3 separate regions of the Mus musculus genome follow, and all the other regions are linked to region 2. A link is a contact called in public Hi-C and HiChIP or PLAC-seq data. All regions are on one chromosome and are shown on one strand. The core of a region is the stretch at or near the end of the contact, and the rest is flanking DNA. Distances in the headings are between cores, read along the strand shown. Region 1 overlaps Gm30258 (a long non-coding RNA gene). Region 2 has its middle 13 kb from the start of Gm22997. Region 3 has its middle 62 kb from the start of Gm30258.

Region 1 (3,516 bases), core at 187-2,686, 120 kb after region 2:
CTGCAACCCTATAGGTGGAACAACATTATTAACTAGCCAGTACCCCGGAGCTCTTGACTCTAGCTGCATATGTATCAAAGATGGCCTAGTCGGCCATCACTGGAAAGAGAGGCCCATTGGACATGCAAACTTTATATGCCCCAGTACAGGGGAACGCCAGGGCCAAAAAGTGGGAGAGGGTGGGGAAGGGAGTTGGGGGGGAGGGTATGGGGGACTTTTGGGATAGCATTGGAAATGTAAATGAGGAAAATACCTAATAAAAATATTTAAAAAAAGAAATTATGGATAAAGTTAGAATTCAAATATGTTCCCTAATATTTTCAGTCACCAATCTTCACCTTCTACATTTTCAATAGTTTCTGAGACCCATGCATGCAGGAGGTAAAAAGAATATGTACCAGTAAATCCTGAGGATCTGAAGAACGTCGCATGCTGAGTTCCTATTCCAGTGAGAATCTGAGACCCAGCATCACAAAGTACCCGTCTCTCTTGATGAAAGGCTACAAATGAATTATTTTTCTGCATGGAAGCTCATCCTTGTTTGTCTTCCTTAACTCGGATCCCTGCCTCCTTGCAATCACATGAGGTCCTGCCATGACGCCTTTGGCTTTCCTGAAATCATGTTTTATCATCACTTCTCTGACTTAGATACCTAAGTTTGGGTCACTGACTAAAAGTCGGGTCTTAGGGATAAAGCTTGGGATAACATGTTGTGTCTCATATGCTAGCTTCAGCTCTCCAAGTATTATGAATAGGAAATTTGTTCAGAATTCTGAATTTATGATTCTTTAAAAGTAAAGAAATATTCATGAGATCCTTCTGTGTTTATAGAGACATAAAGAAGAGAATGAGTTATCTTAGACATAGTATTAAGAAGTCAGACCAATTTTGAGCATACATTTACAATCAAGTTCCATAGTCCTAAAGTCCTCAAACATTCTAATTAAGCCGAATTGTCCTGGAATTTGGCTCTTGGTATTCTGACTAGATACAAGGCTGGCTATCTTTACAAGAAGCAGTAAAGAAAAATACAAGGCTGCAAAGAGTCAAGTAGAAAAGACAATAAAGTGTAATAAGAATTCATATGAGACACAGTGACTCGCTGGGTGGCCTGTCCCTAATAAATATCATTGGGAATTGGAGAACTGCCTAGGAGAGGGAAGTGAGGACCATGATAAATAACTGAATAAAGAACCAGGGGGAGAATGCTAAGTTCTTCTCCACATGGGACCCTGACTAGAAGGGATGCATTTAAGACTGGAATAAGGGACTGTTAGTGGTAATCAGTCCCTTCTTCCTGGTCTTCCTAAGGGGGTGGGGGGGGGAGTCTTCTGAAGCTCGACAACAGTGAGTTAAAGGCTACAGCAAGTCCCTTTTCACTGCAGTTTCAAACCCATTGTTAGCTTCCAATGAAAACCACAGGAAGAGGGAAGAAGGCATTCCACAGAAATGGCTCAGACTAAGCAGAATTCTGTTTTGTCTCCTGTTAAGTAGAAGAGACTTTCTTAGATGACAGAGCAAGGATTGCTGTCTTCCTTTTTTATATTTTATGAGGCTTATTGTTCTCAATATTACTGAAGAGTATGAGGAAAGAGAAATCATGATAGGGAAATGTTACTGTAAGACAGGAGAGATTAAAAGGTAAAGTTAGAAGCTGTCGAGAGAACACTGATATAAGGATACCCAAGGATGGAGAAATGGCAAAGACAGAAAAGAAATCTAGAAAAAAAAACAAGTTTACCAATTTCAAACTTTTTCCTGAGAATAAGTTTCACTGAGAAGTATTATCATTAATCTTTTCCTCCTGTTGGGTGGCCAGGTCCAACTTCTATATGATAGTTTTTGTTTCATCTTATTATATGTTATTTTTGTTGTGTTTGGTTGCTATCTCTTAGAAGACTATTTTTTTTTCTAATGAGAGACAGAAAAGGGGTAGATCTGGAAAGGGTGGGGTCTGGGGAGGAACTGAGAAAAGAATCTATCTTCAATAAAAGGGGAACTGGCATTATTAAAAAGAAACAAATCACAAATACAAAATCAGATTCAAATATAGCTCTAAGTTCACGGTAGGATTGAGGTTTAACTCAGTGGTACATAGCTTGTCTAACACACACAAGATCCTGAGTCCAATTTCTAGTATCACACATACACACACACACACACACACACACACACACACACACAAGAGCGATTTGATTCCAATCAAGAGGACTGTGTACCTCTTGTCACCTACCAAACAAAACTTGAATTCTCTTCCTGTGAAAAGGCAAGCTTCCTTAATAGAAGGAATTTAATTTTGCCAGAGAAATGTAAGTATACTTATAAATGTGTATTTTTATTATAAGTACAAAAATGGTGTATATTAAAATAGGGAAGAAAATGACAGTGTAGTTTTCTAATTGTAATATAATATCATTGCAGAATCCTGAGTCTGTGCTTCTATTTAGTCTTCATGACCACCATATAAATGACCCTCTACCATCATGTATTACAATTGCAAACTTGCTTCCCCCAAACACTTGACTATATGAAATAGTCAGGATCTCCCATTGAAAATAGACTCTATACAGCTCCAAAAATCTTCCTTTACTGGCTGGTACATTCAACTCTTTGCTGTCATTTTAATGAGAGATTCTCTGTAAAAAATTTTTTCCATGGATTCACTCAATTCTCAGTGATTGAAGACAAAATTCTCTCAAGGGCCATCTACCATATTTGCTTGTGAACTGCGGGCAACCTTAGCTTTGCATATTTATTGGATCTGTAAGTGGCTTAGGAGATGGGTTCGTAACCACTATGAAAAATTATAAAAAACAAGATGAGTGTGAGCAGCTAAGAGAACTGTGGAGGGGACTCAAGTGAGATGCCATTTCAGGTGGCAAATGTTGGGGAACTCTGTGCTATAAAATACGTAAGCCATTAAAGAACTGAAATAAAGATTAGCAAGACAGACAGAGCACTGTACCCAAACAGAAAGGAAATTTTTTCGGTGTAAGTGATGCTTCAACAGAAAGATAAAGAGTTAGAGAGACCAGGTTGTCTAAATAGTAACAACAGCTCAGGCCATAAGTCTAAGACAAAAATAAGCACACAAACAATAAATAAAGATGTTTGTCTGAAAACCTAGAGAATACAAATGTGGTTGGTGCACAGTGGACAAGGAGGATTGAAGGTTAGAGTAAACCTTGAGCCTTGCAGTAAAGAAAGCGCAGCTAATCCAAAGAAAATAGGGAGGTGTTGAAGGAACTTTAAATAGGTGAAGAAAGTCTGTATTCTCAGCTCTTGGGAGACTGATTGGCCTCCCACTGACTTCAAGGGCAGCCTGGGCTATAGTAAGCTCAGAACTTATTTCAAACAAAAACAAAACAAAAACAAAACAAAGACAAAAACAAAAGAAACAAAACAAACAAAATTCACTTCCACTACACTGTGGAGAAAGGATTAAAAAATGCTTGACAAAGATCAGGAAGGAGACTTGTATCAGTCTACACGGGAGAACATGGCAGCCTGAGCCAG
Region 2 (3,107 bases), core at 395-2,894:
GCTACATAGTGAGCTCCAAGCGACTGTAGGTCTCATGAGACCCTGCCTCCAAGAACCCCCCCCCAAAAAAAAAACAAAATTCCAAAATGCCAGGTATGGTAGCTCACACCTATAATCCCGGTTGAGAAGCAGAAAGACACAGATATCACTGTAAGCTGTAGGCTAGCCTTGTCTACATAGCAAGATCCTACCTCAGAGAAAGAGAGGAGAGGGGGACCACTACAATCCAGAGGTAGAGCATTTGAATAATCTGTGTGCTACCATAGTTTCTCTCAACGGCCTGAAGTGGTGCGGCACATTTCGTGAGCACCCATACTGAACTCTTTGTTTAAAAAGATGTTTTTGGGATGGATTATCCCATAATCAGCCTCCAAACGCTGACACCACTGCATACACTAGAAAGATTTTGCTGAAAGGACCCTGATATAGCTGTGTCTTGTGAGGCTATGCGGGGCCTAGCAAACACAGAAGTGGATGCTCACAGTCAGCTATTGGATGAATCACAGGGCCCTCAATGGAGAGAAAGTACCCAAGGAGCTAAAGGGGTCTGCAACCCTATAGGTGGAACAACAATATGAACTATCCAGTACCCCCTGGAGCTCGTGTCTCTAGCTGCATATGTAGCAGAAGATGGCCTAGTCGGCCATCACTGGAAAGAGAGGCCCATTGGTCTTGCAAACTTTATCTGCCTCAGTACAGGGGAATGTCAGGGCCAAGAGGTGGGAGTGGGTGGGTAGGGGAGTGGGGGGGGGGTATGGGGGACTTTTGGGATAGCATTAGAAATGTAAATGAAGAAAATACCTAACAATAATAAAAAGATAGTTTTAAATACATATATTTAATTTTGTTCCACTGTGTGTTAGGTATATTAGAGCAAGTACTTAAAAGTCCCATGCCAACTCTGAGTTTCCAAGTTAGTTAAAGGAACATCATCCTATAGAAACAGTTACTTAAAATGAGAAAGAAAAGGTCAGCCTCCAAGTGTATAGGAATCAATGTCTTATGAAGTAGAGCCAACACCAAAGGACAATTTAACGGGGTGCCAGGTTGAACTCCTGGTGAGTACATGCAGTTTCCAGTTCTCTGCAGAGGAGCACAGACACCTGCAGCATTGCATAGACCTGTTCCGAGAATAACTGACTCAATCCTTAGAAGTAAGATCACCGTCTTTCTACTGAGTTGCAGAACTTTACTGTGTGGTATTCCTTCACAACTGAGAAACAAGCAACAGCATATTAAAAGCCAGTTGTGAGTGGCATTATGAGGAGTGAAAGACCAAGTTACAAGAGGTTGTCTATTGATAACCCAGATATCCAAAATATATTCTTATAAGAAAGACAAGCTACAGAAAGGAATAGAGTGAGAAAGTAAAGGTAAAGCTCACAGCATCAGCCCAATGAACTCTCATCTTTGTAGTTACAATTTTTAAAAAATTCGACAAGTTATTTTACAGTTTGGGGATCCTTATAAACTATTAACACTACATAAAACTCCTGGGTGGCGTTTCAACATTTGAAAAATGATGTATCTGGAATCCCGGACTACCAAACAAAGCAAAAGAAAAAGCATAAATTCAGGGATCGCCCTGGTTACTTGTGTGCCGCCACTAGAGGGCGCGTGGTACTCGCCTGTCAAAATACCTCACTGGTGTTACTGCGTTCTTGCTCCTTAAAAAAAAAGACTAGGAATCTCAGAATAAGTAAAGTCCCTTAGTTCATTTGGCGAAGTTAATCGCTGAGAAGCTGCAGCCTTCAGAAACAACTTGTGCCGTTTCTGCGGCCTTTAATCCCCTCTTCTAACATTGTCCTTGCTCAGACCTTGGGGCAGCATTGTCTTGCATCTCTGCCCCACCTCCCTCTTCTTCACTCCTACAAAAGGCTTTTCTGGGTTGTCTTAGTTTTTCCACAAGCTTCAAGCAATAAATAAGGCCCAGTCCTAGCATATACGGGTATAGCATGCTGAATGGAGTTAGTACGGAACAGTTGGGGCTGCTGGATTCTAGATCTGAGATATGGTTGCATAAAGGTAAAAGAAACAGTGTCTTTCAGCCCATTTTTACTGACAATCTAGTGTCCATTGACTTTGAAGCATGACAATTTGTGGGTCAGTACAACTGAAACATTCTTTTAGAGAGCTTCCACAAAATAGTTAAAGTAGCTTTGAATGTAAAATGGACAGGAAAGGTCAGAAAGGGTGCACAAATTTGAAGGGACTTTAAAGACTAAGCATTAGGGATAGACTTACGTAGGCTCTCATTGTCTTTAATCCATTGCCAAAGTCTATGTTCAAAACGCTTAGATCTTCTAATTTATAGAGAGTACATGGATGATTGATTGCTCATGTCTGCTGTGAGCACAGAATATGGTTCAGGCATCATTTCTTTTTCCTTTTGCATTAGCAAAACTAAATCCCACCCAAGGGAAATAACCTGGTCAAGGTCACTTAGCATAGGGAAGAGGGGGAGGGGGAGAATTTTCAGAGCACTATAACCTTGCGGCAGGTCAATGCCCTGTGAAACATAGAACCATATGTTTCCTGTTCTGAAGGCCACAACGACTCCCACATCAGACAATTGGAACACAGAACAATCTAGGACAACTGGAATGCCTTGAAAAAATTCTTCTTTTAAAAGTATTTCATGGTTTCTTTTCCTTTTCTATTTCTTCTTGGGAAATCATCACACGTTTTTAAAATATATATATATATATATATATATATATATATATATATATATATATATATATAAAATAAAGGATAGCAGTAGGATTTACATAGACAAATTGTGTTTCCTGTCCTAATTCCTCCAGCTGTGAAAAGACCCCCACCCTCCTCATTTCTTTGGTTTTTCTTTGAAGCATTCTTATATCTTCATATCTTCAGACATTGCATTTCCACTGATTTGGAGGTACCATAAGAAACGTGAAAATATAAAATTATATAAAAAATTGAATCATGCAGGTTGTAATGTGATTCTTCACTAAAAATTGTGTTTCAAAGGTTTCTAAAAATCCCAGTTTCTGCTAGAAAAAAAAAATGTTAAGGCAATTGCATGATGGAAAGTGACACCTCCCTGCCACTTCAGGAGGCAGTTGACAAGTGACCTACCA
Region 3 (3,490 bases), core at 153-2,652, 71 kb after region 2:
CCAAACACTCTGCATGGGTCAACTTTCCATGGCCAGACTATTAACAAGGAAAGCAGTCCTACTGTTTCCTTTAATGAGCAGCTTTTATAGGGTGCCAAATGCCCTTAAAGGAGCCAAAAGCCCAGGTTAAATCTCCCGGGCTTCAGAAACCTCAGCCTAACCCAGAAACAGCAGAAGACAGAGATCCAGGTCTATGCAATTAGTCTCCAGGGAATTAGCTTAATCCACTCCATCAGGGAAGGCATGGAGTACTGGGAGCTGCCATTCATGTTGACCCCAGGCTATGTTCTTTCCTAGCAAAAACAATCCCACTCTGCATGGCAGCAGCTCTAGACTTTGGGCAGGCCACTTGTACCCTTTGTTCTCTATGTAAGACAGTGTCTTTTAAGTGGGAAAACTTTAGGGGCAAAAGAAAGAAAGGAAGAAAGAAAGAAAAAAGAAAGAAGGAAGGAAGGAAGGAAGGAAGGAAAGAAAGAAAGAAAGAAAGAAAGAAAGAAAGAAAGAAAGAAAGAAAGAAAGAAAGAAAGAAAGAAAGAAAGAAAGAAGCAAGATTTTGCTGAAAGGACCCAGATATAGCTGTCTCTTGTGAGACTATGCCGAGCCTAGCAAACACAGAAGTGGATGCTCACAGTCAGCTATTGGATGGATCACAGGGCCCCCAATGGAGGAGCTAGAGAAAGTAACCAAGGAGCTAAAGGGATCTGCAACCCTATAGGTGGAACAACATTATCAACAAACCAGTACCCCGGAGCTCTTGACTCTAGCTGCATATGTATCAAAAGATGGCCTAGTTGGCCATCACTGGAAAGAGAGGCCCATTGGACTTGCAAACTTTATATGCTCCAGTACAGGGGAACACCAGGGCCAAAAATTGGGGGTGGGTGGGTGGGAGGGTGTGGGGAACTTTTGGGATAGCATTGGAAATGTAAATGAGGAAAATACCTAATTAAAAAAATGAGAAGAAAGAAAGAAAGAAAGAAAGAAAGAAAGAAAGAAAGAAAGAAAGAAAGAAAGAAAGAAAGAAAGAAAGAAAGAAAGAAAGAAAGGGAGAAAGAAGAAAAATGAAGGAAGCAAGCAGGGAGGGAGGGAGGGAAGGAAGGAAGGAAGGGAGGGAGGGAGGGAGAAGAAGCAGAGTCTGAAAGTAGAGAAAGCATAATGACTCTAGTTATGACTCAATTCGAAAGGTAGGGACTTTGAGAAGCCACAGAAGACAGAAAGTGCAAGTGACCAGGGGTAGAGATAGCCTGAGGCTAGGAAAAGCTCAGGGCAAAGTGCTGGGGCTAAGGAGTCTGGGACCACTGGGACCTGGTGTTTACATGGAGGTCCTGTGCTCTTTGGCTCTGGCTCTGGCTCCCAGCTTTTACTGAGATCTTGTTCTGGCCTCTCCTCAATCCTTGTGACCTCCACTGAATGAATGCAGATGGGCCATGGAGACTGCAGAGTTGGGTGAGGGCGGTCAACACCCCATTATGTAATCCTGCATTTCTAGGAAAGCTCTACACTTTTTCTTGAAATCCCCAGAACAAATGCCTTTCCTAAGGGCATTTTCCTGCCTGGCTGGCTGACAGGCCATTTTGATAAATTCTTATGGGAAGGTACAATAGTCTGTATTTGTTCCTTACCAGGAAGCTTTTGGCTAGAGAGTGATCCTATGATCTTTGGGGCAGTTTAGAATGACATGTCTCTGCCCAGTGCCAGAGACACAGCTCGGATCTTTCTCTTTTGACCAGTAATCAAAGTCCTGTTGTTTCTGGCCCTGGTTTTATAAGGAAAAAGTCTCCTTAGTGACCATCAAACTTTCTAGTACCTGACTAGCTATATTTACACATCTCAATTTTTCAGTATATCCTACAGTGTGTATATATGTGGAAGTATGTGAAGATATAAGCATGGAGGGGGCAAGTTTCAAGTGTTGAGATAGTTAGGGTTTGAAAACCAGGTGACAGTGTGTAACTCTTATGAATTGACCAAACCTCCCAGTGATTTCCATACTTTAAGTGGAAATAGAATTGAATTGTCAGGTCTCTCTTAATTTTTCCTATAATGTGAATATTAAGATATTAACAAAAAGCAGTAAAAGGTATAAACTTCAGATTCTAGAACAACTTGATTGGTGATGAAATGTTAAGCTTTCATTGCCTAATATAAAATGAAATTGGTAGAAACAAATATTCTTAGTGTCTTAGAAAAAACACACACACAAACAGCAAAAGTTACTCAGCGAAGCAATTTCATGTTGCATAAAAAGGTGTGTCAAGATCCAAACCAGACAGCGCAAGCACAGCAGAGCAACAATTTTGCTTGGCCTTTCATGTAGTACACTGGTAACTGTTCTTTTCCCATTCGTTGGGACCCAATCTTACAATCTTTTCATGCTGGCTGCTCTTAGAAGAATCTGTGCAAAGGAAATGAAGGAAAGGGAACAGAGGTCAGCCACTCCAGGCCATCACATTCCTGGAATGCAGAGAGACCTGTGCATAAGCAAGTTTTACCACATTGGGGACAGTAAAAAAAAATTCATAAAGGTTTTACAAGGTAGGGAAGACTTATGAAGTTTTAGGCTTTGGTGGACTAGTTATCTTTAATAGGAAAAATGAAAAAAATTTCTCGCACAAATAAATAAAATAGTTTGAGACATGGATTCATTAATTAGTCCAGACTGGCCTCAAATTCAAGACCTTCCTGCTTCATATTCCCCCAATGCTGGGATTACAGGAAGCCTCTGGTATTTTAATGGTCATTCTTTATAAAGCATTATATTATACACCAGTCATGCTAAATGACTAAATAATTAAATGTCTCCTCATTTGAGCCTACAAGGTGCTAAAACCAGAACAGAAGCCTGGAGTTTCTCTTTTATTCTGCAGCTTTCTCCTCTGCAAAAGCATGTTAATCACTCAGTATATCCAAGAAACGGTGATCACTATCTGTTGTATAAGTTTTTCCTATGGAGACATGAACAAATATCTATTCACTCCCAGAGGAGACACCAACAAAACCCAGAGAACAACCTCATCTAAGTCTACCTTGGACAGCCAGTGATTAACTGGGGTTACTTCCAGGAGCATGCGTATCTTATACGCATCTCGACCACTGAAATGGTCCACTGAAATGAAGCCTCCCTTTGGGAACATTGAAAGCATATATCCTCTAAGAGGACTGAGGGTCTCCTGTGTCTTGTGAACTTACTCACAACCCCTTCTTCCCATCAATGAAGGAATACTAACAAGTCTGATCTTGTGAGTATCTCCTGCAAGCAGTCAGTGCTGCTCTGATTTCAAGATAACAGCTGAGTACTGACTAGAGGACAAAGGTCACAACACTAACTTATCTCACACCCCTTCCAGGCTGACAGCACAAAGGCTCATTGTCCAAGACGCATAGCCACCTTGGATTCTAGGTAGAACAAAGTAGAATAAACAACCACACCAATGAGGGTGATTATCTTTAATGTCGAGGCAACACTTTGCAGCAGGGTAATCATCTTGTG

Evidence for each region. HiChIP or PLAC-seq counts read pairs in DNA pulled down with a chosen protein or histone mark. Hi-C and Micro-C count contacts between places; a contact is called where the count stands out from the background.
Region 1: a CTCF HiChIP or PLAC-seq map of the NIH/3T3 cell line shows a contact between it and region 2, with 11 read pairs. The contact joins two enhancer-like sites. A contact is called at or near these places in 6 of 39 promoter capture datasets (the HPC-7 cell line, frontonasal cranial neural crest, liver and 2 more), 1 of 15 datasets of contacts at CTCF or cohesin (the NIH/3T3 cell line), 4 of 484 Hi-C or Micro-C datasets (the 3T3-L1 cell line, embryonic fibroblasts, embryonic stem cells and 1 more), 4 of 115 datasets of contacts at active chromatin or transcription factors (the HL-1 cell line, extraembryonic endoderm stem cells, pancreatic cancer cells and 1 more) and 1 of 9 other capture datasets (embryonic stem cells).
Region 3: a contact with region 2 is called in a Hi-C map of the 3T3-L1 cell line, with 3 times the contacts expected there. The contact joins two enhancer-like sites. A contact is called at or near these places in 4 of 484 Hi-C or Micro-C datasets (the 3T3-L1 cell line, 3T3-L1-derived adipocytes, the HPC-7 cell line and 1 more).

Annotation. Positions count from the first base shown.
Region 1 is chr2:110,086,206-110,089,721 of GRCm38.p6, reverse strand. Gm30258 (a long non-coding RNA gene) reads right to left here. Exons shown (of 3, transcript XR_001783432.2): 3 at 277-3,516. It also overlaps a transcript of Ccdc34 not described here. Among named protein-coding and RNA genes, the nearest start is that of Gm30258, 17 kb to the right of the region's middle. Within about 2 kb of position 1,436, at least 10 of the 459 cell types and tissues checked have an H3K27ac peak or open chromatin away from gene starts, as enhancers often do. A contact at or near this core is called in the NIH/3T3 cell line, where this site is marked.
Region 2 is chr2:110,203,683-110,206,789 of GRCm38.p6, reverse strand. No RefSeq gene overlaps it. Among named protein-coding and RNA genes, the nearest start is that of Gm22997, 13 kb to the left of the region's middle. Within about 2 kb of position 1,644, at least 20 of the 459 cell types and tissues checked have an H3K27ac peak or open chromatin away from gene starts, as enhancers often do. A contact at or near this core is called in the NIH/3T3 cell line, where this site is marked.
Region 3 is chr2:110,131,628-110,135,117 of GRCm38.p6, reverse strand. It overlaps a transcript of Ccdc34 not described here. Among named protein-coding and RNA genes, the nearest start is that of Gm30258, 62 kb to the right of the region's middle. Within about 2 kb of position 1,402, at least 10 of the 459 cell types and tissues checked have an H3K27ac peak or open chromatin away from gene starts, as enhancers often do.